2 separate regions of the Mus musculus genome follow, and region 2 is linked to region 1. The links are chromatin contacts, called in public promoter capture Hi-C maps. All regions are on one chromosome and are shown on one strand. Each heading gives the region's core, a stretch centred on a gene start, on an enhancer-like site or on the middle of the called end of the contact. The rest is flanking DNA. Distances are from core to core; before and after follow the strand shown. Region 1 overlaps Pdcd10 (programmed cell death 10). Region 2 holds the start of Golim4 (golgi integral membrane protein 4).

Region 1 (4,160 bases), core at 759-3,258:
AGAAAGCACTGTTGACCCAGGTGCTAAGAAAGGCGCCATCAGCTTTGTTTAGCTTATGCATCAGAAGTTTTTATTATGTGCAAACTCACAGAAGCACCCAGCATCCTTTGCCTCTCCAGTATGTCCTCTTTCAATCAACCTAACAACTATGACAAAATCTCTTTATTATATATATTACTCTTTTCATGACTACACTGAGAACTTTTAGCATATACAACATTTCATCTTAAGGAAGGGCAGTAATAATTCCTATCAAGTATTTTTGGAAGATGTGCTGTATTAGAATTAAGTGCCAGGAAATGCAAAATAAAACACTAGGGTAGCTTTTGCATTTTTAAATAAAATTGATTTATTCCCTTACCTACTTTTCTATAGAATAATTCCCATTGCCTATTTTAGGTTTATAGCAAAATATTTTGTTCAATAGTTTTTAAAGTATCACTCATTGAAAACTGATTTTCATTTATTGTTATTGGTGTGTGTGTGTCTGTGTGTGTGTGTGTATGTGTTTGTGTGTGTGTGTGTGTGTGTGTGTGTGTGTGTGTGTATGTAAAATGGGTTGCTTGGCCATAGGCAAGCACACATGTGCAAGTGTAAGTGAGTAGGCAGCTCTGGGGAGTCAGTTCTCTCCCTCCATCTTAGCATGGGCTCAGGGGATTTTGCACATCGGGTTTATTTGATAATTGCACTGATGCATGGAACCTTCTCACAGGCCCTCTATATAGTACCCTGGAAAGCTATATACAGAGCATGATAAATAATATGGAGCATGGTAAATAAATGTACATTTCTTAGGGTTCTTGAATGTTAAGGCATTAAAACCTAGCCATACCAAGATTAATTAAAAAAGGCAAATTTTACATTTTCATAGTAATTTAGCCTATTTCATTAGAAAAAAAAGAATTTAAATCACATTGAAAGTGTGTCTCTTTTAGGATGCCTGCCAATTAAATCTATATAATGCTTTTTCTTTTATCCCAATAATCATGTAATTTCCAATCATGATTCAGTGACACTCTGCTTCCTTAGTTTCAAACACAATTAATCTCTCTGACTTTGCAGTTCCATTCTAATGTCACTGAGATCCGGTTTTTTGTTTTTTGTTTTTTTTTTCTCTTTTCTGTTTCATCACTTTCTTAAAATACTCTTGTTTGTATGAGGTATCAAGTAAGAATACCTTGGAGGTTGTGAATTGAAGTGGGGAAAGGCACAAAATAAACACATGTACCTCAGTGAATGGTGGGATCACTGTACTTGTAATGCTACGCTTATCACTTTGATAAATGATTAATGAAGCATTTAAATTCTGTTTTGCCAAGGCAACTCTCAAAAGAAAAATGATTCAAATATGGTTAAATGCTCTATTATAGTCTTAGTTTCCTGAACTGCCAACAATTTTACTTGATGCTTATTTCATAACACTTGTTTATCTTCCTTGTCCAAGAAGCATTAAATCCACCTACATAATGAATTATCTTGGGGGCATGATGTTTACAGGAAATAACTGCAAAGAAACAGCTTGCTAATTAAGTTAAAGTGCTGAAAGAATTAAATCAAAGTCTGCACACAAAGTTTTTAATACTAGTTTGATTTGGCACAGCAAAAGGTCAGCACTGGAAAATGAGAAGTCTCAACGAGGCCCTGAACTCTGCCAGTTCTCAGAGCTCAGAGAGCCAAATGAAGCTTATTAAGTAGTTTAGGTAGTACAAATATCTTAGCAAAGTGGTACACCCTACTAACTCAGTTACCTCCAAAACTTTGTACACAAGTAAGGACAGCATTTTATCTCACTGCTAGTATTAATATATGTATGTATTAATGTATTAATGGGATGTCTGCATTTCCTGAGCACTGTAGTTTCTCAAACACTGGACGTAGATTGGCACAATTCTCATTTCTTTCTGCACATTGATTTTTTTCTCTTTGTGGTAATTGCTTTTAGTAGTTCCACAAAGATATGACATCATTTAAAGGAATGCAGATCAATCTAGTATGTTGAAATCACAAACTACTTCAAAAGAAGTTCATAGTGTAAACAGATGTTAAATATCACAATACTCACTTTTCTAAAACACTTCACACTGTCCACTAGGTTTGCAGGGCGGCTGGGCACAATATTTGGTTATTATGTCTTAGTGCAGTTGTTCTCAGCCTTCCTAATGCTGCGACCCTTTAATACAGTTCCTCATGTTGTGGTGACCCCAATCGTGAAATCATTTTCGTTGCTACTTCACAACTGGAATTTTGCTACTGTTATGAATCGTAGTATCAATATACTCTTAGGTGACCCTGTGAAGGGCATTCAAAAGGGTCACAACCTACAGGTTGAAAACCACTGTCTTAGTGTCTTCTAGCTAAAGTCCTGGCTAAATCTTCAAAAGCTCAAATTCAATCAATATGTCTGAAATTCTGCTCTTAGATCAGAGATGCTTTCTGCACTTGAAAGATTTCAACCAGGAACTTGATGGGTACTCAACTTTTGTGAAGACTCTAATGCAAGAGAAAAACATCCCACAGCATAAAAGCTGTTTCATAGCCAATGATTATCAATGTAGGAGATAGCACAACCTGTCTGCAGCGGACAAGAAGGACAATGTACTTCTAATCAAGCAGAATGTATATCTTAATAAAAAATTGTGACATATATTTATTTTGGGAAAATTATTAATCCTCTTTTTCTGCAAATAATATACGATGTGACTAAAAAAAACCCACTGTATAAGAAAAGAACTGGAAATATGGGTATAAAAAAGTAGTTTGGCAAAAGTTCTTTGTCATTTTCAAAAAGAAAGTTTTAAAAATTCCTTTTCATTTTCTTTAATTCTGTGGTTACAGGTAGGTATGTGCATGTGAGTGAAGGTACTCGAGTAGGCTAGAGGTATAGAGTCCCCTAGAGCTGCAGTTAGGGAAGCTTGGAAGCCTCCTGGGGTGGTGCCAGGAACTGAATTTAGGTTCTCTAGAAGAGTATTAAGTTCTTTTAACCTTTGAGCTCTCTCTCCAGGTTCTCAAAAATAAATTTAAAAACACAGAATCACCTTTCCTGCATAGCTTTCATTAGTTTTACTTGAGATCTACCTAGCTTTGATAGTTAACAATAAATCACTACTTAATATGAGATTCATGCTCCTCTTAAATAATTTTCACCATTTTTTGAATTAAGAAATATTGTGAACATGAAGCAGAATAGTATATGCCTACAGTTTCCAGTACGAGGAAGGCTGAGACCAAAGTGTCATTTGAAGGTAGAAGTTCAAGGTCAGACTTGTGTAACTTTAAGACTCAGTAGTAGATAAACAAATAAAGCAAAACAGCACTAAAACTCCAGTGCTGTGAATATTAAATGTACCCGCGGGCAAACCCAGATACGCAGGTCTGTCTTAGTCACACAACTCTATTTTTGTCAATGTCATAAGAAAATTCCTCAAGGATACATTGTTTTACCAGTTTTTTGAATATCACTAAAAGGAACAGCTACAAAAAATTTAAGCGTATTCTTAATTTAAACATTAACATATTTTGACTTAAAAAAGACATATTTTAATTAATGATGAGAATTTCCAAGTAAATAAAAATTAATTTGGGGCCACACAAACATATATGTTAGTTGAGAAAGCAGGTAACATTTTAAAACAATATGCTCAAAATGTACATTGAGTCTCTAGAGTAGAGCTAAACAACAGAAATATACCCTGAGAACAAATTCTTCTCTAGTGGTTGTGTACAGAGAAATTGTTTTTATAGTGTATAAGAAATAATACTAAGCTAGCTTCTGCTAATTTTAAAGCAATGTCACCAAACCTGTATCGTCAGGACAGGACTGTTTGAACAGTCCTACTTCCTAGAGCTCAACAAGTCACCAGTAATGAACAACAGCTCAACAGCTCTGTCTAAGGACAAGGAAGGAATGCACCTGAAAAGTCTTAACTATATTCTCAAGGTAACCTTAGTCTGTCATATATGAGGTAGATTTTATATCTCAATATTAAACTATTTGAAGTATAACTAATTTACACTTTAAAACAAGTTTTTAAGAAGTAATTAAAAAAGAATGTAAAAAATGCACATCTAAGAGAGACCATCTGAAACACCATTTGCTGTTGTTTGCCTTTTATAAGTATTCAAAGCTTTATATAATAGACCAAAGCATAAGTAATATCTAA
Region 2 (3,760 bases), core at 998-3,497, 430 kb after region 1:
GGCATGATTTTCTAAATAAATAAGCAAGTATCCACCGTTCTCATACCAACAACTCATAGGTAAATTTCCATACTTTAAACTTTTTCTTTTAAATATAAAAACTATCAAAAACAAGCTTTCCCTCTGAAGGAAGCCCAGCCACATATTTTCATTGGCTGGAGCCATGCAGCACCAAGATGCTAAAAATACTTTCTTTTCTTTTAAGTTGGGACAAACAAATCAGACCAAGCAAATAATTGCATATCATTTCTCCCATCTTAAGTCTCTTACTAGAAAATGCTCTGCATAGCTCGGTCAAAGCAAAGGATCTGTTTTATATTTGTACACACACCCACTGTCAGAAATACCCCCTTCAGCTTATTTTTGCCCAGGATGATTCAATAAGCTATATTTGCATTCACAGCAAGGATGGTCAGCATTTAGGTAGGACTTTATTTCTCACTTGCTTTGTATTGGAGAGAGAGAGAGCTTCATGAGTGGTGAAAACAAACCAGCAAGACAGGCCAAATCATTCATAAAAATGCATACAACGAGTATGACCTTAATGGAACCACAAAGTGTTTCCATGCACTCACTCGGGAATCATCTAGACCGTGGAAACTCAGTGTGATTCTTAAAATGAAAGGCTACGAGCTGCGAACACCTTGCCCAAGCTGAGTCGTCTGTGGCTGGCAAAGGGAAATTTTATGTTTCTTCTTTTAGACTTCTCACAGCTAACTCTAAAACACGCGTGTGCCTTCCTGAAGATGCACACACAGGGTTCTACAGATCAGCTAAATAAAGGTTTCTCCAGGGAGACAAGCCTTTTAAAAGCAAATATCTGTAGGATAACCTACAGTCAAGTGGTGGTGTGGACTTTACCATCACTCCCAACATTTCTCAAGTTAACTACTAAATGAACAAACGTAATAACAAGAGCACTAATCACAACACAAGCTTGCAGGTTCCGTTCATGAGTCACTAGTGTATATAGTCTCTTTTTTCCCCCCTTGAAAAAGAACACGGGTTAGAAAATGTCTGCATAATTCTTTATGTCTACAAACCAAGGCTTGCCTCTTGGGAAAGGATTGGCAGATGTAGCAGAAGGGCTGTTTGCCTAGATTGCAGCTGGGCCTTTGACAAGTGCTTCGGGTAAAAGACTTGGTGTTGTATGTACCCACCAAACGCCAGGCAGGACCGTGCGCTGGTGCTGTGGATTTCAAAGATAACTCCTGGGAGGAAGCTGGAAAATCAGGATATTATCTCCCACACATACGCTCAGAAGCCAACATCCCCGCGGCCGCTCCCTCAGATGCGCCAGAAGGTCAATGAGTGGTACCTGCAAAGCCAACTAACTATCCACCAAGCTACTTTTCCAGCACCAGCACCAGCTCAGAGAGAAGTTGGCGGTGCGCTTCCCCTTAACTGTACCTTGCAACTGGGCAGAGAGAGAGTCCTGGTGCTGCTGGTACTTGAGCGCCACTGCCTCAGCTTTGCGCAGCTGCGTCTGCAGTTCCAAGTAGAGCATCGCGCCATAGAGGAAGCCGAAGACCACCGTGAGAAGCAGCAGCGTCTGGAAGATCCGCTTCTGCTTTCGGGAGCACATCCCGTTTCCCATAGTCCCTCCTGTGCCCCGCGCTGCGGCGGCGGGAGCCGTCGTGTCCTCGGTCCTCGGCTGCGTCGGACAGCTCAGCAACGGCCACCGCGAGAAGTAGCTGGACACGGCATGAGCAGAAGACGCGAGACACAAAAGCCGGACCAGAGAGGAAGAGGCGGCCGCTCAGCCCCCGCGGCCGGCTGGGCGCCAGGTCATCGACGCCACCCGGCCAGCAGCCACCAAACTTCTGCGATGTCGGATTTCCGCGAGTGGCTGGGCCCGCGTGGAGTCTCTTTGCATACTTCAGAGCCCGCTGCCCTTGCTACTGGTCCCCGCGCGCAGCCGGCTTGGTTTTCCCTACTCCCCACTTTTTGGCCTCGCTGTCCCCACCGTCAGTCCCCGCCCCTCGCGCCGGCTCCCGCTGCTGGACTTTGTCGCTACCACTGGTAGGGGACGCGCGCCCAACAAAGGGACCTGGCTCCAGGCGGCGTCCCCTTGAACGGTCCCTCGGTATTGATGAAGAGATGGGGACTGGTTGGTCTGGTCAGGTTAAGGGGGGTGGTGGGCTGGTGTCACTGATCTGGAAGCTCCAGCCGCCCGCCACCTCCCACCCAACTTACGTGTCACCCACGGCCCCGCTATCATGGCCAACGGGATTCCGGGAGGAAGTCCCACTCGGGCTCCCCGCTCATTGGGCCCGCGCAAGCCACCGCTCCCTCCTTTCGGGGAGCTAATGCTGGGCTCCATTGGACGCCAGCTTTGTCCGTCCCGCCCCGGGCCGCGCCTACCCTCTCAGCTCTGGGCAGGCTCTGAGCTCCGTGGGCCGCGCGGCCGCCTGGCGCCTGGGTGCGCCCACGTGGAGCCTGGATGGGTGCGGAGGGGTGGAGGAGCCTGGTTGGGAGGGCTAGGGACTTGTCCTGGCCTGAGGCTTGGTGATCATTGCGCATGTGTGTGCATGTATGTCCCAGCACTTGGAATGCACGTGGAGCAAGAGTACAGTGCTTATATGCACACCAACAACCGCAAAGCAACCGTGGGTGCACTCTGCTTAGCCCTGCTCATTTCTTACCCTACATAATGAGTTCAGCTTATGAACACTTTGTTCTTCTCACATTCTCTCAAGGACTGCCTACTGAGTCTTGTCCCATTAGAGGCACTAGGCTATGTGCAAAAATGGTAGAAAGTAAGCTGGGACCCTGAAGCTCACTTGACTGTCTACATGGGGTGGGGAAAGCACTTTGTTGGCAGAAGGAAAGAAATGATCTCATGTTTCCTCTGGCTGCAAATGGAATAATTTTAAAAACAAATCTTACAGGCTGAAATGAGTATGCATTCATCTTGCTGTGTGTATTTCTCTTAATGGTAGCAGAAAAAAAAATCAGTTACATTTTTAAATTACATTTTCAAGGCCAGCAAAACCCACTACGTTTAACAAAAAGTTAGACAGGCATAATAACGCCAAACCACTTCAAAGAAATCCACAGTGCATTTCTTTCTTCAATATAATCAGGGTGTGTGTGGAATTGAGGTTATGCATAAATGATAAATTTGTTTCTCCTCTTGACCTGAATTCTAAGAGAAATAAATTATTTCTGAAAAGTATCAGTTGTGCAGTGGCACTTTTACATTCTGCATATTGCATTCTACATATTTTTTTGTGATATCCTGCCCGTGTTTTAGTCATCACAATTAATTATGGGGAATGAGTGCTTTAAACGAAGGAGATCTGCTTAAACCAGATTCATTTTCAAGACAGTTCCTGTGTTGAATGTTTTTAGGTCAGTCCTGAAATCATAGGTTAACAAGAGCCACACAGGCAGACCAGGGCATTTCTCTCACTGTAAAAAATAAGTGAGACTGGTGGTATATGCACTTAGCTAATAAAAATCACATTATGTTGGTTCCAAATGCTCTTACACTGAATCTTAGCCAGGACATTCGATTTACGAGTTGGAAACAAAGAATCTAAATTTGGCCAATATGACCATAATACTTGTAGTCTCTTCTAGGTCTTGTAAAAAGATACTTCCTCACTAAAGGAGAATTTTATCAGAATCTTATCCTTTCTACCTTTTCCTTCTGTAGAAAACAAATCATGACTCCGTTTAAACATGTAACCTAAGTGTGAAACTATGCCAGACCTGGTAGGACAACCTGTAATCAGAGATACCGGGGAGATCGAGG

Evidence for each region. Promoter capture Hi-C pulls out the DNA fragments that hold promoters and counts their contacts.
Region 2: a contact with region 1 is called in a promoter capture Hi-C map of liver, with 2.4 times the contacts expected there. The contact joins the promoter of Golim4 here to the enhancer-like site in region 1. A contact is called at or near these places in 9 of 39 promoter capture datasets (the C10 cell line, the HPC-7 cell line, cranial neural crest and 4 more), 1 of 484 Hi-C or Micro-C datasets (the Ba/F3 cell line) and 1 of 9 other capture datasets (adipose tissue).

The regions. Positions count from the first base shown.
Region 1 is chr3:75,529,298-75,533,457 of GRCm38.p6, forward strand. The region is part of intron 3 of Pdcd10 (programmed cell death 10); the gene reads right to left. Among named protein-coding and RNA genes, the nearest start is that of Pdcd10, 25 kb to the right of the region's middle. Within about 2 kb of position 2,009, at least 6 of the 459 cell types and tissues checked have an H3K27ac peak or open chromatin away from gene starts, as enhancers often do.
Region 2 is chr3:75,954,702-75,958,461 of GRCm38.p6, forward strand. It overlaps Golim4 (golgi integral membrane protein 4), which reads right to left and starts at 2,248. Exons shown (of 16, transcript NM_001291069.1): 1 at 1,411-2,248. The coding sequence starts at 1,597.